Linked DNA regions of Canis lupus: region 2 is linked to region 1. A link is a contact called in public Hi-C data. All regions are on one chromosome and are shown on one strand. Each heading gives the region's core, a stretch centred on a gene start, on an enhancer-like site or on the middle of the called end of the contact. The rest is flanking DNA. Distances are from core to core; before and after follow the strand shown. Region 1 overlaps MAP4K4 (mitogen-activated protein kinase kinase kinase kinase 4). Region 2 holds the start of MAP4K4 (mitogen-activated protein kinase kinase kinase kinase 4).

Evidence for each region. A called contact is a pair of places that touch in the nucleus more often than the background predicts.
Region 2: a Hi-C map of blood shows a contact between it and region 1, with 2.9 times the contacts expected there. The contact joins the promoter of MAP4K4 here to the enhancer-like site in region 1. A contact is called at or near these places in 3 of 9 Hi-C or Micro-C datasets (amygdala, blood and liver).

The regions. Positions count from the first base shown.
Region 1 is chr10:42,205,775-42,208,474 of UU_Cfam_GSD_1.0, reverse strand. It overlaps MAP4K4 (mitogen-activated protein kinase kinase kinase kinase 4), which reads left to right. Exons shown (of 32, transcript XM_038550934.1): 6 at 146-236; 7 at 2,286-2,416. Among named protein-coding and RNA genes, the nearest start is that of MAP4K4, 120 kb to the left of the region's middle. Within about 2 kb of position 1,399, at least 4 of the 20 cell types and tissues checked have an H3K27ac peak or open chromatin away from gene starts, as enhancers often do. A contact at or near this core is called in blood, where this site is marked.
Region 2 is chr10:42,330,173-42,333,211 of UU_Cfam_GSD_1.0, reverse strand. It overlaps MAP4K4 (mitogen-activated protein kinase kinase kinase kinase 4), which reads left to right and starts at 1,392. Exons shown (of 32, transcript XM_038550934.1): 1 at 1,392-1,585; 2 at 1,968-2,033. The coding sequence starts at 1,529.

The sequences.
Region 1 (2,700 bases), core at 150-2,649:
ATGTACTAAAATTGAATTGTAGTATGTTCTAAATGGGGTTCATTAAACCTTAGTTCTGTATGTCCACTTTGTTATCAAAAGTGTGTTCCAGGCTCTTTATTTGCGACAACAAGGAATAAAATTCAGATCTGTCTCTTCTCTTCAGGGACTGGCACATCTTCACATCCATCACGTGATTCACCGAGACATCAAGGGCCAGAATGTGTTGCTGACCGAGAATGCAGAGGTGAAGCTTGGTATGTGATGCATGTGCCACATGATCTAATAGTTGCCCCTAGTACATACCAGCAGCACTCCCAACCTTGTTGGCATTTAGCTAAAAGTTCAGTCTATTAGCCACATTTTCTCTTTCTGTTCTGGGAATTAGGCTTATGCCTTGTCTGGCTCCAGCCTCCCTTTCTACTAGGGTTGTCCCCTGTGCTTTGCTCTCCATATAATAGACTGAATAATGTTTGAATCAGATCACGGCACTTTCTTCCTTAAAGACCATTAGTGGCTTCCTGTTTCAACTGTAATAAAATATACATTTTTTTAACCATGACCCATAAAAAGACATAGTCCCTACTATTTTCTTGCTCTGTTTTGCGACCATCCTCACCTCTCTCTTCTCCAGTTCACTCATTTTTTTTTTTTTTTTTTAATTTCCTTGCAATGTCCCACACGGTTCTTTGCACATACTGTTCCCCATTGGGGGCAGTTTGGAAGTTGTGATTTTTTCCTCCTTTCAGAGTCTTTCCCTGACCCTCTGATACGCTGTTTGTTTCCTCATTAATCCTGATCACAGTTTATAATTATACAGCTATTTGTTTACTTATATTTCTGACTTACGTACTGGAATATAAATTCTGGAAGTATAGCAACTTATGATGTTTTATTTACAAGAGCATTCTTATCTGACATCTAGCTTAGTGCCTTAAATATACTTAGATACTCAGTAAATTTATGCATAGATGGATGGAGTCCAAGGTATCTTCCTGGAGGTGATTTTATAATGGATCTTCTCTATTTCCTGTTTCCTTTACCCAGATTTGAACTTTTTTTAATCCCACTTTTATATAATGTTTCTGTCAAATTTTTAAACAATTAGCCTTAAGTTTTCTTCCACTAAGGTATCACACAAAAAAATTCTTTACGCTTATGAGACTCTAGTCCATCTTTCAAAAATCCTAGGCGCAGTAGTTAAACCTTAAAAACGAAATCTTCATTATTGCCTTCTTGCCTAGTACCTCCATTTATTGACCATCTGTGGAGGAAGAGTGTGCTGATTTGGGAAATCCCCTCAAAGCTTAAATGGGAGGCACTTGAATTGTTGTCATTCTCGGTGACTCTGTAAGCTGTGTTTGTTTCCTGCACTGGCCCCCTGGTGCTAGGACTGTGATAATTCTTCTGTAATCACTTGATCACTCGTGACTACTGTCTGAGTTACTACAAATGGCACGTACTGCCTGGCCCATATGTGTCTGTGTCAGAACATGTGAGTCTACCTCCTGGTCAGGTGGTTTCCTGAGCATGTTTTGCCTACAGAAGTTGAATCTGTTACCCAACCCCTGTGAGTGATCTCAGCCCTCCATAGGCCCTTTGGCAGGAGCTTCCCCTCATGCAGTCCTACGGGTAATAGCAGTGTGCATAGTGATGTCGTGGGCAAACATTCCTTTAGGGACCATAATCTTCTTGCTAGCTCTGTCTCCCATCCTTGAACTTTCCTCTAGACCACCATCATCATTCAGCTGAGTGGGATGTGGGGGTCACTCTGAAAAATCAGAAGTCCCAGGTACTTTGAGAAGAATGTCTTAGTATATTTGTAGTTTAGCTAGATTCTTTTTATTGAATTCATTACTGTGTACTTTCCAGAAAACCTTTGTGGGTTTCTTCTCTTTTTGTGGTTAGTGCTGCTTAAGAAGCCAAGTCACATGGGTGTTAGTCAGTTCTCCTGAACTTGGAGCTTTCTATGACTTGATCCTAATTTGTGGCAGGTATGTTTCCTACAAGCACTGAATATCCTAATTAGTCTAAAAGTCCCTCTGGAGGTCACTGTCATTGCAACTCCGGGAAGTGGCTGGATCCAGGCCTCCTAGGAGCTGGCAAACTGGTAGAAGATTTTGTCATTTGGGCAGCTTTGCTCTGGAGACTGTTCTCCTTATTGATGCTGGTGATCTTAAGGTGTTTGCATGTCCATGAAGTCTTATTACTCCTTGAGTTTATACTGCAGATACCTCCTCCTCACATTTCTTCATCTTGTGGTTTGTTAATTATGTTCTACCCCTTCCTTTTTCTTCCTCCCACAGTTGATTTCGGCGTGAGTGCTCAGCTTGACCGGACCGTTGGGAGGAGAAATACGTTCATAGGCACCCCCTACTGGATGGCTCCTGAGGTTATTGCCTGTGATGAGAACCCAGATGCCACCTATGATTATAGAGTAAGAGGCACCTGCTTTCTTGGCCTCATTGGGTCCCTAGTCTTCCTGAGGGATAGGGGCTCTGCTTACAAATTGCACACCCCTCATCCCTTCCTGCTGTTGCAGTGAGGATGACTTAGGAACCTTGTTGCAGGTGCAGATTTTCCAGCACAGTATTGAGATGCTGTCTCGTTGTTCATTTTCTGTCACCTTGGTTCTCCTGAGTACACTGCTTTCATGGCAGTGTGACACTGTCTTGTGCATAGAACTTTTTGTCATGAGTAAATTAAATACTTTGCCCTGTT
Region 2 (3,039 bases), core at 143-2,642, 120 kb before region 1:
TAAGGAGGGCCCTTGTTCTCCAAGTGTGATCCCTGTAACAGCAATATTTGCATCATCCGACAGCTTGTGAGAAATGCATACTCTCGGGCCTACTCTCCCAGACCTGCTGGACTCCGGAGGTGGGGGGTCAGCCACCGGCGCTTTTACAATCCCTCCCGGTGATTCTGACGCACGCAGGTTGGAGAAAGAACCTGCCGCGAGGTAACAGGGAGCCGTTCAAAGTTTTTTGTGGAGCGATGTGATAAAAATGATGGGTGGTGCACACACAATATATTCATCCCTATTTAACAGGATCAAACTGCCCACCTACCGACGAGCTTCCGAAGTTGCTGGCTGAAGCCTGTTTATATCGATCCTTAATGATCTGTAGGCACAAAACGGGGGTTAGCACTTGGGGCCCCCCCCACAGGGCTCACCTCCCGAGCGCGGTAAGGAAGGCAGTGCCAGGCGCTCAGAGGGGCTGTTCTGGGCTCGGTTCCCACGGAGAGCCTCGGGACCCGCGGCCAGGTGATGCTCAGGGGACGCCGCACCTACACGCCTGTCACAAACGTCGCCTGCAAGATAGGAAACGAGAACCGTGTGAGGAAACCGGAAATGAGGGTCGGGGGGGGGGGGTAGAGAACCCATCCGGAGGTGGGGGAGGGGAGGGGAGGGGAAGGGGAAGGGGCAGGGGCAGGGGGCCCGGGGCGACCCCCCTTCGCGCCCCCGCGACGCCGGGGCCGGTGCGCCTCCGCGCGTCTGCGGCCGGGGGCCGCGTCCCTGCGGCTCCGTGTATTGTTAGCGCGAGATGGGGCGTTTCCTCGGCGCCGGCACCTCGGGGGGAGTCCCGGGGCGCCTCCTCCCCGCCCCGGCCGCGGTGCGCGCCGCCCGCCGGCCGGCCATTGTTCGGGCCGCACCCCTGCTGAATATTCACGCCGCGCGGGCGGCTCGCCCCGCGCCCTCCCCGGCGGGGCTCGGGCTGGGAGCGTTTCCGCTCGCTTTTCCTGCCGGGGAGGGCGCGGGGGAGCCGCGTTCTCCCTCCTCAGAATATATTTTCGGTGTCCCGTTTCTCCTCCTCCCGCGCCGCCGCCCCCTCCCTCCCCGCCCCCCTCCCCGCCCCCGCCCCCGCCCCCGCCCCCGCCCCCCGGGTTATCTTTGTCTCGCTGCCTCGCGCTCACTCGCTCAACTCTCGGCGGCGCCGCGGCCCCACGCTCCGGGCCCGTCCTCCAGGCGCGCGGCGCGGGGCGCGGGCGCGGGGCCTGAGGCGCGGGCGACGCCCGGGGGCCTGACGGCCGCCCCGCGCCATGGTGTGAGCGCCGCCGCCGCCCCGCGCACGCTCCGTCCGCCCTCCGCGCGCGGCCCGGGCCGGCCGACAGCCGCCAGCCCGCCGCCGCCGCCGCCGCCGCCGCTGCCCGCGGCCTCTCCGGGCGGAGTCCGGCCGCCCGCTCCCGAGCGAGGAGGCGCCGTCGGCGGCCTGGCCTGCGGCGGGAAGAGATAGGCAGGCGGAGAGATCTACTGGTACTGTTTCGTCTGGTGGCAAAAAGGGAAAATGGCGAACGACTCCCCTGCAAAAAGTCTGGTGGACATCGACCTCTCCTCCCTGCGGGTGAGTGGCCACGACGAGCCCCCCACGGGCGCGCCGGGAGCGGGGAGCGGGGAGCAGGGGCCGCGCCCTGCCCGCCGGGCGCTCGGGCGCTCGGGCGCTCGGGCTCTCGGGCGCAGCGGCCGGCACAGCCGCGGGCGCGGCGGCCCCTTTGTCTGCCTGCGTCGGCGAGTGCGGGGCGGCGGGGCGCGACCCTCCGCGACCCTCCGCGGCCCCCGCGGCCCCCGCGCCCCCCGCGCCCCGGGCGCGGCCCTCGGGCGCTGGGGGACCGCGCGGGGCCAAGCCCGCCGGGTGTGCCGTCGCCCGTTCTCTCCCGCCGCCCCGCTCTATTTATTCATTGTTGTGCTGCTTTTAAAATTCTCACCCCTCCCCTCCTCTTCACCAGGATCCTGCTGGGATTTTTGAGCTGGTGGAAGTGGTTGGAAATGGCACCTACGGACAAGTCTATAAGGTCGGTGCGAGCCTCCGTCTTTGTTTCCCGTGGCACGTTGAAACTTCTGGTTGGGGGAACGAGCAGACGGCTGGTAAACACGCCGCCGACTGCAGGCCACGCCGCTCGGCCGAAGTGGGGAAAGGGGTTTCGCCCTGCAGTCCCTCTTGTTTTTAAACAAGAGTTTATATTCAGGCTGGCCTGAAAGGACCTCACTCATTTCCTGGCTTTGAGATAAGGAAATAAGCTACACTCTTAGGCATGCACTTTTCTCCAGTAAGATGGGAAAACATTTTTTTTTTTTTTTTTCTTCTTCTCCCCGTCAAGGCAACTTTAATTCTTTTCGTTTTCCCCAGTTCCGGCCCTCTTGAGTTTGTGTGTGTTAATTAAAATTCAGTATAGGCAGGCCTGGCCTATGATTATCTTAAACCACTGCCTTGGCCTTCTTGAAAATTGTCATCATGTTGCCTCGTTTTGATGTTTGCCAAGTGCTCAAGGTGAGGAGTTCGGTGTTACCTGGGACTGCTTGCTTCTTAACTCTCTCTCCTACGTTCTACGGATGCATACATACATATTTTGGGGAAGCAGAGAGGGGTGTGTGTTCGGGCACCAGGAGCAGGAAGGATTACAGCATGAGGATTATAAAATCTGAATTCCAGGAATAACCTGTTTGACAGGTGTGTAATTGAAACAGAGATGAGGGAGAGCTCAAGAGGATGCCCGGATTTCACACCCACCCCAGGCCCTTCTCTCTCTCTCTCTCTTTTTTTTGTTTAACCCCGACTCCCCCCCCCCCCCACCCCCCAAGTGAAACTAACAAATCTGGAGACTATGAGTCTCCTCTGAGTAGCTGACACCTGATGTGACTAACAGTGCGGTTCGTTTTGTTCAGTGCACATTGTAGAGCTTCTTGAAAGAGCTGTAGGTAATGGAGGCACAGGCCTTGAAAATTTGAAACAGAATGTTAGATTTCCCCTGTCCTGATTTATTCCTTATTACTAAAGGTTTGCTAAAAGTAATCTGCACT